3 separate regions of the Mus musculus genome follow, and all the other regions are linked to region 2. A link is a contact called in public HiChIP or PLAC-seq data. All regions are on one chromosome and are shown on one strand. The core of a region is the stretch at or near the end of the contact, and the rest is flanking DNA. Distances in the headings are between cores, read along the strand shown. Region 1 holds the start of Capg (capping protein (actin filament), gelsolin-like). Region 2 overlaps Tcf7l1 (transcription factor 7 like 1 (T cell specific, HMG box)). Region 3 overlaps Tcf7l1 (transcription factor 7 like 1 (T cell specific, HMG box)).

Region 1 (3,984 bases), core at 252-2,751, 87 kb after region 2:
GTGGTGGGAAACTCACCACCTCACAGGCAGCCTCTGTGTCTTTCACTGGGAACGGGAAGCATGCCGGGAACCAGACCCAGGGCCACAGGGCACAGCTGGAAAATGCTCTACCACTGAGCTACATCACAGCTGGCCACCTCTGCTGAGGACTCCGTTTTCCCCCATTGTGCCACAATGTGATGAGTTTTAGGGGCTGGCTTTCTCCCCGAGACATGAAAGCACCTTTGGAGCAGGAAGCTGAGTTTGCCTATGGACCTTTGGACACACCTGACTGTGCCCGGAAAAGTGTCTGATTGTCCTAACTTGCTGAGATCCAATGACTGGACTAGATGAAAACCAACGGGATTGCTTAGGATCTCGACATCCAGGCAAGGCCTGGAGCAGCCTTGAAGCAGAAAGCCAGAGGGCAACGAGGCCCATCTGACTGTCGTGAGCAGTGGGGGGGAGGATGTGTGCCCTGCTGGCTAACTCTGGCTAGAATACCTTTTAAGGACACACTGGGGGCTTAGAAGTGGAGTCCACTCCTACCTCCAACAAAATGCTTGATCCTATCAATGTGCATCAGTGGCCCAGTACTGAGGAAAACTGGGGCTATTTTTGCCCTCTTGGACCCTGACTCACAACAGGTCACTTCCCCTCAAAGACCATATCCGCCCCGTTAGTGTGAGCTGAAATAGCGGCCCTAGGGAGGAAATAGAGGGCCAATTCAAGAAGCCCAGGACTTTCTGACTGTGGCCAATGTCTCTTAGAAGTGGGAACAGCAGTGGCTCTGAACCCCCAGGACAGGCCAAAGCAGATCCCGCTCCCCACACCCCCAGATTCTACCTTCATCTCTCTCCACACTGGTCCCCAGCCAACCCTCTAACTGGGGGCTGGCTGACTGTCCCTCAAGTAGCTGAACCTACCTTGTTCCTTCTCAGTTCCCTTCCTTCCAGTTGTCTGGGCCCAGGATAGTGCTATCTTGGGGACAGACACCACCAGATCTGAATTCACCTCCCGACAGGTTGATGGCTTCTGGGGATCTCTCAGGTCTGACACCACCTCCTACAGACCAGGATGAGCCCAGACCCTTCAGCTCCTCCCCAGCAGCTAGAACACATCCCACCCACACCCACTCAAGACTCTGCAGCTGCAAAACTACAGCTAATGACCTGAGCTGACTTACGCCTGGGGACACCGTTCCCACCTGTTCCCGGACCCTAGCAGCCAGCCCTCACCTACCCACTCATGAGAGTCCTAGTCCCTTCTCTACAGAGCCCTTCCCAGTTTTACCTCTCCACGGGCCTTTTCTTCTCAAACTCGTCTCAGCTTGCCCCTCGATAGCTAGCTTCTAACTTCCCTCTTCGCCACTGGGCTGCCCCACCCACCTGCCCCACCCATGGGGAGGCTCAGTACTCAGAAGTCTAAGGGCTCAGGAAAGCCAGCTCCAAGGCTGGGCCATGCGGATGGAAGGCTGCTATTTCTCAGACATGGTCACTGGGAGGTTAAAGCCTGACTAGGTCTCATCACAGCGGCCTCGGGCAAGGCAGATTCTGAACAATTTAAAGAGTCAGACCAGCAAGGAAAGTCCCATTCCACTCACTAGCCCCGGCAGAGGCCTGAGTCTGCTCAGGCCCTGCTGTGGCTGGTTAGTCACTTTTCCTGGGTTGGGTCACTGGCCCTACACTACTTTTTCCTCCTCCCCCTGACTAGTTGTCTCATTGCCCTGAGTACATGTGATGATGACCTACTCCTTCTCCCTCCTCCTCTTCCTCCTCCTCCATTCCCCTTCCCCTCCTCCCTCTTCCTCTCCTTCCTCCTTCCTTCTCCTCTTTCTCCTTTTGGTTTTTCAAGACGGGGTTTCTCTGTGTAGCCTTGGCTGTCCTGGAAATCTCTCTGTAAACCAGTCTGTTTTTGAAGCAAAGTTCCAAGAGAGTGTTTGAGGCCCTGACACATTCTCTCTCTGTGTGTGTGTGTGTGTGTGTGTGTATGTGTGTTCATTTTGGTGTTTTGTTTTCGAGACAAGCTCTCATGTAGTCAGGCTAGCCTCTAAAGGCAGCTCAAACTGGTCTTGAACACTTGACCCTTCTGATTCCCGGATGCTGGGATCACAAAAGTGCACCATCGTGACCAACTGTTGTTTGGTTGTTTTACTGAGACAGCGTCTCACTTTGGCACCCAGGCTGCTATGAAACTAAATCTGTAGCCCAGATTGGCTTCAATGCTATGAGAATCCTGCCTCTGCTTCCTGAACACTAGTGATTTACATGTAATGAGGCACCACACAAGGTGTCTTGAAACATGAAGTCTCTCTATGCCCCTTAGCTAGGCATGGTGGCTCTTGCCTTTAATCCCAGCACTCGGGAGGCAGAGGCAGGTGGATCTCTTGAGTTCCAGGACAGAGGGCATATGGTTTCAAGCTCAACCCAAAGCAACAGCCGCTCCCTTCGCACAGTCACAGGACCATAATATAGAATCAGTCTGATCTAACTTGCTGGCCCCAGGAAAGCCTTACCCTGGGGCACAGCCCGAAGTCACATAGAAAACAGGACGCTCAGTCAAGGAGGCTCTTATTCCCTCCTAATCCCTAGGTCAGCAGTTCTCAACCTCCCTAATGTGTGACCCCGCAATACAGTTCCTCATGTTGTGGTGACCCCCCCAACCATAACATTATCTTCCTTCTACTTCATAACTGTCATTTGCTACTGTTATAACTCGTAATGTAAATACTTTAGAGATAAAACTTTGCCAAATGATTCATGACTCACAGGTTGAGAGGTTCAGGAATATTTGCACCTAAGGAGCAGCTACAGTTGGGTGACTCAATGTCCAGGGACCCTGACAGGCCCATCCTGGAAGAATGTTAGTCAACAGTCAGATCCATAAGTCCACTAAGCCATAGAGTTTAGTGTTCAGAGTCATGGCCCTGGCCCAGGTAGCACCGAAGCAAGCTTGCTAATTATCCAACCATCAGACCAGCCTAACCTATCTCGGAGGCTGCTAGGGGAAAGCCTGGAGAAAACAGAGCACAGAGTGGATATGGGGAGTTGGTATTTGCTTGCTCATTTGAGACTGAGCCTGAAGACATAACTCAAGCTAGCCTCAAATGTGTGATCCTCCTGCCTCCATCTGAGGACTGGGATTACAGTGTACACCCCCATGCCTTCTAGATAAATGTGTTCTGTGTGCTAAAATACCATGAGAGAGAGAATTAACTGTTTTCTCAACATTAAATGCAGTCACTGGGACGGTTCAGTGAGTAAAAATGCTTGCTCTGCAATGATGGCCACAGTTCGATCCTCAGAACCTATAATAAAAGGACAAAATGGTTCCTGAAAGATGTCCCCTGAAATGGTAGATACAGCTCAGAGGTCAAGAACAACTGCTGCTCTTCCAGAAGACTGGAGTCTGGTGCCCAGAAGCCACATCTGGCACCTCACAATGGCCTGCAACTCCAACTCTAAGGGTCTGACTCCCTCTTCTGGCCACAGAGAGCACTGCACTCACATTTGAATATACAGATAAATTACACTACACTATTGAGTTTTGTCAACCTGACACAAATCTAGACATATCTGGGAAGAGGGTTTTCTAATTGAGAAAATGTCTCTGTAGGACTGGCCTATAGGCACGTCTGTGGGTCATCACCTTGATTACTGAGCAACATGGGAGGGCCCAGCTTACTGTGGGCAGTGCCATCCTTGAGCAAGGTGGTCCTGGATGTTAAAAGAAAGCAGACTGAGCAAGCCACGAGAAACAAGCCAGTAAGGAGCCCTCCTCCATGGCGTCTGCATCAGCTCCTGCCTCCAGGCTCCTGCCCTGACTTCTCTCAGTGGTGAACTGTTACCTGGAAGTGTAAAATGAAATAAACCCTTTCTTCTCCAAGTTGCTTTTGAGCATGGTGTTTTATAACACACACACACACACACACATACACACACACACACACCTTTCAAAATAAATCAAAAGAGATTTAGAAAGAAAGTTGTCCTCTGGCTGCCACAT
Region 2 (4,334 bases), core at 1,270-3,769:
GACCTCTGTGGGTATCAAACTTAAGTAGGCTTACACATAGTACATATTCATACGCACAGGCAAACCCTGATACACATAAAGTCAATAAATATAAAAAAAATTATAAAAGAAAAATAAAGCCAGGCACAGTGGCTTTATCCCAGCCTTTAGTTCCAGGACTAGGGAGGTAGAGACAGGTAGATACCGGAGAGGAGAGGACAGAACAGGACAGGACAGGAGAGGGAGAAGGGAGAAGGGGAGGGAGGGAGGGGGGAGGCAAATATGCATAATTAAAAAGGAGACCATCATCTAAGGAATTGACTTAAGGAAGAGTTCTTTAGCTGTTTGTGATAGGGTGGATGCAAAGAACGTTGCTCTCTGCCATAAAACTTTAAGCCAGAAAATTACCAAGATAAAACAAAAACCAAACAAAAGCAGATCTGGGCTGGTGGTGGTCAGTAGGGCCTGCTCACTCTCATGAATACATTTACTCTTAAAATCTTTGCATTGAGCACAGTAAAATTGCTCTGTGGTTAAAGGTGCTTACCTGTAAGCCTGAAGATCTGAGAGTCTAGCCCTGAATCCCACATGATAGAAGGAGAGAACCCATTCTCACAGATTGTCGCCTGATCTCCACAAGCACACCGTGACATCATCAGCATGCACGAACACACACACACACACACATTTAAATGTTTTAAAATTAGGAATGTCTAGCCCATTGAGATGCTGCACAACTCTAATCCCAGCATTTGAGAGGCAGAGGCAAGAGGGCTTATGACTTTGAAGCCAGCCTGGTCTACAAAGTAAGTTCCCATACAGCCGGGTCTGCACAGAGTAACCCTGTCTCGAAAACCCAAGTAAACAAGCAAACAAACCGGAAATGAGTTCTTGCCATGTGGAATGTGAGATCTGCTGCAAGAGAATTGGACCTTGGGACTATATTCTGGTTGACACATTGCTTATTTGTTGGTCCTTCCTCTTGTAACACATCTCAGTTAGCGGAGCCCAGCTAAGTCGCCGTTCAGACCTTAGGAACACACTTAGGAAATACACGAGGAGCTTGGGGATATTCCTGCAACCAACCTGAGGTTAAGAGTCAGGAGATGTGGCAAAGCTGATACTTTCTTCTATTTACCTGGGTCGGGTGACAGAAGAATGGAGGGACCCCTGGCTTAGCTGCTCCGGGGCAGGTGGCAGAGTCGGAGGGTGGCAGGGTGCTGCTGTGGAGTCTCAGTCCTCCGGGATCCCCTACCAGCCCCACAGTTGACCAGCTCTGGCAGACACCACCCACAGTGTGTCTGAAGGAACGACCTCTACTGGACCTGCTCCCTCCCCATGGACTTTGGGATGTTTCAAAGAAACTGATGTCACTGCAAACATTTTCAGTGTCCATTCTCCCCGGGAGCCCTGCCCTTCTCTATCAGCTAAGGGGTCATGGATGATTGACAAAACTCATATTCTGAATAGCGTTGTTAGTTGTCTACTGAAATGTTGGGTGATTTCCTGGGCAGCCATTGTCAAGTCCAGGACTCCATCGTGATTGACAGCAGAAGGGAAGGGTCTACTCTCCTGAGCGATCAATCCCATGCAGCTGGTTTCTGATCAGGTTAAGGGAGAGATGGCTCTGCAGTTAAGAGGCTGGCTGCTCTTCTGAGTTGAATTCACAGCAGCCACAAGGTGGCTCACAACCATGCATAATGGAATCTGATTCCCTCTTCTGGTGTGCATGAACACCTGAGCAATCCTATACATGAAATAAGCAAATAAATAAATCTATAAAAGAAGAAGGACAACAAGAGGGAGGGGGACTCCTCTGGTGGACAGTTTTCCATGGCGAGCCCTTAGGGGTTGGTTTTACTTTGGGCTTAAAATATGCCCTGGGGACCCCTTTGCTTTCTTAAGAGCTGTGAGTTTGAAGAGCTTCAAAAGGGAAAAGACTGAAGCAGGCTGTGGTGGTCATCGAGCAGACTAAGTTACACAGCCTGCCTCAGCAAGGTGAAGCTGCGGGCCAAAGGAGATGGCTCAGCAGATAAAGTGTGGGGACCAGAAGGAACTGGGATGCTCAGAACACATAAAACCCAGGCAGCTGTGGCAGCCTCGCATGGATTTAGCAGATTATAAAGACAGGGCAAGGAGTTGAGCCAAGATCAACAAGCTCTGGGTTCAGCAAGAGACCTCAGTAAGTCAAAAGGAGATCAAGGAGACCCTCCTCAGGTCTCCATCTGTGTACACACATACACACAAAACTTTAAAATGGATCAGGGAGAGGAGTTGTCAAGATACCTGGGCTGAGAAGGTGCTCGACCTATGTAGCTTGCTGGAAGGATTTGGCTGTTTCGGATGGGGCATTGCTGGAAGGACTTGGCTCTGTTTCGGATGGCATTCCTTGCTGAGCAAGCCCGTGTGGCTCCTACGTCTTGTACTGAGGTTGTCCACTTGAGGCTCTGCATTCCTGACGGTAGCCTCAGCCTTTGCCGTGCTCATCAAGCTCCTGGGGACAGCTGGAGAGAGAAGTGGGTGAGGACAGAGTGGGAGGTAGCCTCCTAAGAGGACAGGCCAGCCTCTAGGACAACTCTTGCTCAGCAACACTTCCTGTCCAGCCCCTCGCGGACCATTTTCTGGACAATGATGCCCCCTAGTGGTACAAAATTATAACCCGCAGGTCATTTAGATTTATACCTAGATTTGCAAATTGAACTCCCTTTATGTGTTCTTTGACTGAAGGGTAAGCAGGCAACTGAAACTTTTTAGTTTATTTATGGAAGGGGGTTGGTCCAGGCTGGCTTTTAACTTACTATGTAACAAAGAGTGACCTTTGACCTCTGATCTTTTTACTTCCTGAGTGCAAGTGTCTGCGTTACCGGTTTATGCTACCACACCCAGTTTACACAGAGCTGGAGATCAAACGTGGGGCTTCAAGGATGCTAAACAACTGTGCTACATATTCCAGCCTAAGAGTTCTCACTATAAAATGACAAAAATGATACAAATAAATATAAATTAAAAACTGAAGCGTGAAGGCTGGAGTGGATGATCATGGGTTCGAAACTAGCCTGGACTATATAATGCGATGTTGTCAAAGATAAATAAATGACATGGGGCGTTGTTGGCAGGGGCTGGCTTAGCTGTGTGATTATGTAGCAATCAGTTTTAGAATCATTGTTTATGAATTGTATCATGGTTTGTGCAATTCTCTCTATTTTTATTCATTATATTTCTTTGTGTGTATGTGGGTGGGCATCCTTTAGCCATGGTGTTCTTGTGGAGGTCAGAGGATCTACCCTGAGGGATCTAGAAAGAGATGGCAGGTTATCAGGCATCCACCTTGACCCACTGAACATTCTCTGTAATTCAATAGCCCTATTACGTTTATAGTGCCGAAAATTACCCTTTGACAGGCTGGCCCCTATAAACCCAGGTTCATCATTTGGATACACTCACTTGGTTCCTAGAAATCTGATGTCAGAGCTAGTTATTGCACATGTTCTTTCTTGTGCTGTATATTCATCATTGTGATGGCCAGGAAATACAGTGAAAGCAGCCAGGTGTAGGTGACACACGCCTTCAGTCCCAGCACTTGGGAGACAGAGGCAGGCGAATCTCCGAGTTTGAGAACCTACAGAGTGAGTTCCAGGACAGCAAGGACTACACAGAGAAACCCTGTCTCTAGAAAACTAAAAAAAAAAAAAAAAAATTCTCCAAAAAAGTGAATGGGCTGGTGGGTAAGATCACTGACTGCTCTTCCAAAGGTCCTGAGTTCAAATCCCAGCAACCACATGGTGGCTCACAACCACCCGTAATGAGATCTGACGCCCTCTTCTGTTGCGTCTGAAGTCAGCTACAGTGTACTTTGGGCCCAAGCAAGCAGGGACTGAGCGAGCAGGGCCAACCCGAGCGAACGGGGTTGACCAGAGTGAGCAGAGGTCCTGAAAATTCAATTCCCAGCAACCAAATGAAGGCTCACAACCATCTGTACAGCTACAGTGTACTCACATACATAAAATAAATAAATCTTTGAAAATGTGAAGGCAGTATTTAAGTTTCACCTTATGCTGCTACAGCTAACAAGTACAGAGGACTAACTAGGAAGCTACTCGGTTTGAGGCCTTTTTGCACCACCAAGGCCAGCAGCACACCTCATGATCAGGATGGGCTTTCCTGCTCTCATCCCTGCTCTGCCCACTTTACCTGCTATAAGACTTGGAAACCCAGGAAGCCCCAGGAACTGAGCAGACCAGAGTTTGTGGTATGCATATCGGATGAAAAGAGGGGCAGCAGGAAGTGACAGAGAGGTCAAAGGGCTTCTCGTCAGTAAAGTCAGAACGTGGTTACATAAACCCGAGAGCTCCTGT
Region 3 (4,342 bases), core at 713-3,212, 88 kb before region 2:
TTTTTCTCTCTCTCATCAAACAAGCCCCTAAAATAATAAAAAGATAAAATAAAAACCAACTATTAAAGGAATTCTGGACATGGTGGCTCACTTGTTTAATCCCAGCACTCAGGCCAGGGGGAGATGCGGGTCAATAGCTACCTGTGAGTTTGAGATCTGCCTACTATGGATAGCACCTCTCCTCTCCTCTCCTCTCCTCTCCTCTCCTCTCCTCTCCTCTCCTCTCCTCTCCTCTCCTCTCCTCTCCTCTCCTCTCCTCTCCAGACAGGGTTTCTCCATGTAACCTTGGCTGTCCTGGAACTCACTTTGTTGACCGGGCTGGTCTCAAACTCAGAGATCCGCCTGCCTCTGCCTCCCAAGTGCTGGGATTAAAGGTGTGCGCCACCACCGCCCTACTGGTGAAGACAGTTCTTTAGAGGGCATGAAGATGCCTTCCTTTCTGAGAAGGCTGAACCTATAAAGTCAAGTAGCAGCTTAGACCACTGTCACAATTGTTCCCAAACTGGAGTTTACAGTATGCATTGTCAATTTCTGGAATGGGAGGAGGGACCTGCTCCCCCCCAGGATTCACACAAGTGAAAAGGAATTCCTAAACTCAGGATGAACGCACCAATGCCAGAGGGCTGTGTCTCCCTGAATTTTGGGCTTTCTGTACTCATATAGATGCACCCTGCTGCCTATTAATTGTGTGTGTGTGTGTGTGTGTGTGTGTGTGTGCGCGCGCTTGCTTGCTTGCTTGCTTGTGTGTTCACTCACAAAGGCCCAAGGTTGGAGTGGGGATTGTTTCTTGATTTGCGTTCATTTCCGCTGTAGCATTGAGACAGGGTTTCTCCATTGACACCAGCGCTCCCCATGCAGCTAGCTGGCTTGCTCTCTGCTTTCTGAACATACCAAGTCCCTGCTTCAGACTTGTTCAGCGGGAGCTCCTCCCTCCCTTCCTACCCTGCAACATGCTCACCGTGTGCACATAGTGCCCATGGAGGCTGGAAGAGGGTGTTGGGTCCCTAGGCCTGTGGTTAACTCTCAGGTGGATGCTGGGACCTGAACTTGGGTCCTATGGGAGAGCCACACATGCTGTTAACTGCTGAGCCGTAGACCTTTCCATCTTAACCACTTTTCATTTGTAGTCCAGAGACACCACGTGCGTTTAAACTCTGCAAGCACAGAGCTCTCGTCAAGGCCCCAGTAACAGCCATTAATTACTCCTTCCACTAACCACCACGCCTCACTTTCCTGTCCCTCTGAATTTGAGCATTAAACAGATTTTATCATTTCCTCACCCAAGTCATCTGCACAAGACCCAGGGCTGAGAAGCAAAGAGATCTTTGTGATTGGGAACTTGAGTGCTAGGTAGGAGGCGGTGGGGGAGGGGAGGCCCGCTACCAGGAAGCACGGCAGGGTTTCAGGCACTTGGGGTGTACCAGGCATTCTGTCTCTGTCAGTGCTCACCCCTTCCTTTACAGCCAAGACCCTCGGGGAGGTCTGACAAGTCATGTGGGGCCCACACATCAGGACTTTGTAAAGGGCTCCAGGAGACTCCAGTGTGTAGTTAGTGCCCATCAAGGATCATGGCTTCTCTAGGACAGCTGTGTTTGTAACTTCTGCCACCTGGGAAGGGTGACATCACTCCTGACACTCTAGAACTGGTCCCGCCTTTGCTGTAGGCCATCCTGTCAGGGAGATGTGTTCCCTGCCCAGGCCTGGGCCCAGACCCAGAGAGCATTGCTCCTTCCTGGATGGCCCTCCAAGGCTCCCCAGCACCCAGGCCTTCCCTTTGGGGTTTCCTCGGCCCACAGTTCTGTTCCCTCTCCTCTAAACCAGTCTTTGTGAACTCCTGTGTTCTTTTTCCTTCAGCGGGAGATGTATTTGTTTTGATTCTCCAGCTGCTAAACCTAGTAGGTACTAAGTAAATAAGAGGCTAATGAGTGAAAGGAAAGCAGGCAGGGACATGCACCTCTGCTCAGGGAGAGCCAGGGGATGAACACCCTTCTCTAAGAATGCAGGACAGAAAGCCAGCCAGGGAGCTTGCAAGCTGGTGCTCCCTGGGGCCTGGCTCGGAGAAGTGTGGTGCCCTGCTCGAGTATTTGATGGGAGGAGATGGTATAGTTTGGGGGACCTGGACCAGAAAAGCTGGGAAGGGAGGGGCAGGAGCTGGCACTGGCCCAGCGGTGTGAGCGCGGTCAGGCAGACTTGCAGCAGTTCTGAGCTGCCCTCCGGTGCTTCATCGGCACTGCTGTGGGTCTGGTGCTTGGGGGGAATTCTTGAACATTGGAATGGGTTATTTTTTTTTTAAATCCTATTCTTGACATTTACAAATGGGAAACAAAAATAAAACCCACACGATGAAGTATTCATGAGATGTCAGCATTCCAGAGACCACCGGTGCTCAAACCCGGCACTGCCAGGGAGGCACACACAGTATGTATCCCTGCCCGCCACTCTGTCTCTAGTGGAATATCTTGTAAATGTGGCATTGGTTAGGGAGCTTGTAGCTGAGCACACGGGGCTCCTCTCACGGTGTCAGCCAGATGCTTGTGTGTGCTCTCAATGGGCTTGGCTCAGGGTGGCATCCCAGCACAGACGTGTGTGCATCTTCTCATCGTGTTTTATGTGCATGACAGGGAAACAGGAGTGGCTATTCCGTGGGAAGGTAGTAGGGCTTAGGCTGGACCCCTCAACTGAGCCACTTGGCTCCTAGGTGACCTTCTGTAGGCCATCTAGTCCTACCTACCGAATTCCGTCAAGAGCCAGATGACTATGGGGCTGGTGATGTAGCTCAGGGGCAGAGAAAAATCACCTAGTTTGTGTGAGGCCCTGGGTTCATGCCATCTCAGGAGGAGAGTGAGAGTAGGGGGAGGGGAAAGGGGGAGAGATGGGAACAAAGGATTGAAAGACTCAAATGAGTAAAAGTAGGTAAACTGTTTCAAACAATATCTAACAAATACTTACCATGAGGTGAGTCTCGCCTTCTCAAGACTGACCTCCAAACTGCTTTGTACTCAAGGATAACCTTGAACTTCTGCCCCTCACTCCCACTGCTCCGAGGGCTGGAGGGTTGGGCTTACAGCAAGTACCACCATGCCTAGTTTAGGTAGTGCAGGAGATTTGGACCTGGGGACTTGCTTCATGCTTCACGCTAGGCAATCGTCCTACCAATTGAGCTGTATCCCCAGACCCTTTCTCTATTACAATTTTAAAGGTTCTGGCCTGAAACAAAATGTTCTACCACCTTTTAAAGGCCGGGACCTATTAAACTATGAATTCTTAATTGGAAGGGAGCGTATGGTGTCTGGCTCTGACAAGAGCCTGTTACCTCCAAAGAGCCACTATACCCAAACACAGGCAATCTGTCTGTGGTAGTATGGTTTCAGAGGTGGTGTACAAACGGGTGAAATGTTTACAAAGGCTTCTTGGAGGATAGTAATGTAAGAAAGGCTATCAAACACGGCTGTAGGATCAGAAACCAGTCTATGTGTTTGTATTTACTGCCATTTGTCTGGGAATCAAGATTTTTTCTCTCTCTCTGCAATCAAAAGAAATTCAAGAATAAATTCCTAAGTGACTTGGCTGCATGGAAACCTTTCATCTATGACAAGGTCTCTCCAGATGCAGTGAAATACCTTTGCTCCTTTATTTTGTAAACTTGATTTCTTTTGTTCTTGTTTTTCAAGGCAGGGTTTCTCTGTGTAGCCCTGGCTGTCCCAGAACTCACTCTGTAGACCAGGCTGGCCTCGAACTCAGAGATCTGCCTGCCTCTGCCTCCCAAGTGCTGGGATTAGTGCTCCATCACTGCTAGGCTTTTTACAAAATATTGGGGATTTTTGCTTACCAGTTGAGAATCTGAATAGCCTCTTGAGTGTGCAGAGGGCTCCACCTGCCAGACCAGTTTTCGAGTATGGCAGCAGCTCTGGGACAGCTTGCCTACGGTTGGTTCTTGGGGAGCAGAGCTGGGTACCACTGCCCAGCACAGCTGGGTACCACTGCCCAGCACAGCCCACACGGAAGTTGTGCAGGGGCAAACGCAGATGCATGCTTTGGTCCCGAGCTGTGTGTGGGCTGCCTGAAGGCACCCCTAGAAAGGTTGGGACTCTCGTGTTCTTGCATGGAGAGACAAAGACGTTCTTTATTGCTGCAAATGTGGGTGAGGGGCTGGAGCCCTCATTTTGGGGGGTGGGGACGGACAAGCTTGAAAACCAATTCCAGTTGACCAATAGCCTTCAGTTAACAGTCATGTGGCATTGCTACTACTCCTGAATTTCCTGTTTAGGGTTTTATTAGCTTTTTGTGAAAGGGGACATTGTGGAGAAACTCAGATTAGAATTCAACTTATGAAGCAGCTGAA

Evidence for each region. HiChIP or PLAC-seq counts read pairs in DNA pulled down with a chosen protein or histone mark.
Region 1: a contact with region 2 is called in an H3K27ac HiChIP or PLAC-seq map of embryonic stem cells, with 16 read pairs. The contact joins the promoter of Capg here to the enhancer-like site in region 2. A contact is called at or near these places in 5 of 39 promoter capture datasets (the HPC-7 cell line, embryonic stem cells and liver), 6 of 484 Hi-C or Micro-C datasets (embryonic stem cells and liver), 3 of 115 datasets of contacts at active chromatin or transcription factors (embryonic stem cells and pancreatic cancer cells) and 4 of 9 other capture datasets (adipose tissue, embryonic stem cells, liver and 1 more).
Region 3: a contact with region 2 is called in an H3K27ac HiChIP or PLAC-seq map of embryonic stem cells, with 6 read pairs. The contact joins two enhancer-like sites. A contact is called at or near these places in 1 of 15 datasets of contacts at CTCF or cohesin (the NIH/3T3 cell line), 3 of 484 Hi-C or Micro-C datasets (the HPC-7 cell line, female germline stem cell-derived STRA8 germ cells and neural progenitor cells), 3 of 115 datasets of contacts at active chromatin or transcription factors (embryonic stem cells and oligodendrocyte precursor cells) and 4 of 9 other capture datasets (adipose tissue, embryonic trunk, liver and 1 more).

The regions. Positions count from the first base shown.
Region 1 is chr6:72,546,790-72,550,773 of GRCm38.p6, reverse strand. Capg (capping protein (actin filament), gelsolin-like) reads right to left here and starts at 1,501. Exons shown (of 10, transcript NM_001042534.3): 1 at 1,273-1,501.
Region 2 is chr6:72,634,471-72,638,804 of GRCm38.p6, reverse strand. The region is part of intron 4 of Tcf7l1 (transcription factor 7 like 1 (T cell specific, HMG box)); the gene reads left to right. Gm15401 (predicted gene 15401) reads right to left here. Exons shown (of 5, transcript NR_040422.1): 4 at 2,266-2,483; 5 at 1,088-1,726. Among named protein-coding and RNA genes, the nearest start is that of Gm15401, 7.4 kb to the right of the region's middle. Within about 2 kb of position 2,519, at least 128 of the 459 cell types and tissues checked have an H3K27ac peak or open chromatin away from gene starts, as enhancers often do. A contact at or near this core is called in embryonic stem cells, liver and pancreatic cancer cells, where this site is marked.
Region 3 is chr6:72,722,016-72,726,357 of GRCm38.p6, reverse strand. The region is part of intron 3 of Tcf7l1 (transcription factor 7 like 1 (T cell specific, HMG box)); the gene reads left to right. Among named protein-coding and RNA genes, the nearest start is that of Gm31249, 16 kb to the left of the region's middle. Within about 2 kb of position 1,962, at least 45 of the 459 cell types and tissues checked have an H3K27ac peak or open chromatin away from gene starts, as enhancers often do. A contact at or near this core is called in embryonic stem cells, where this site is marked.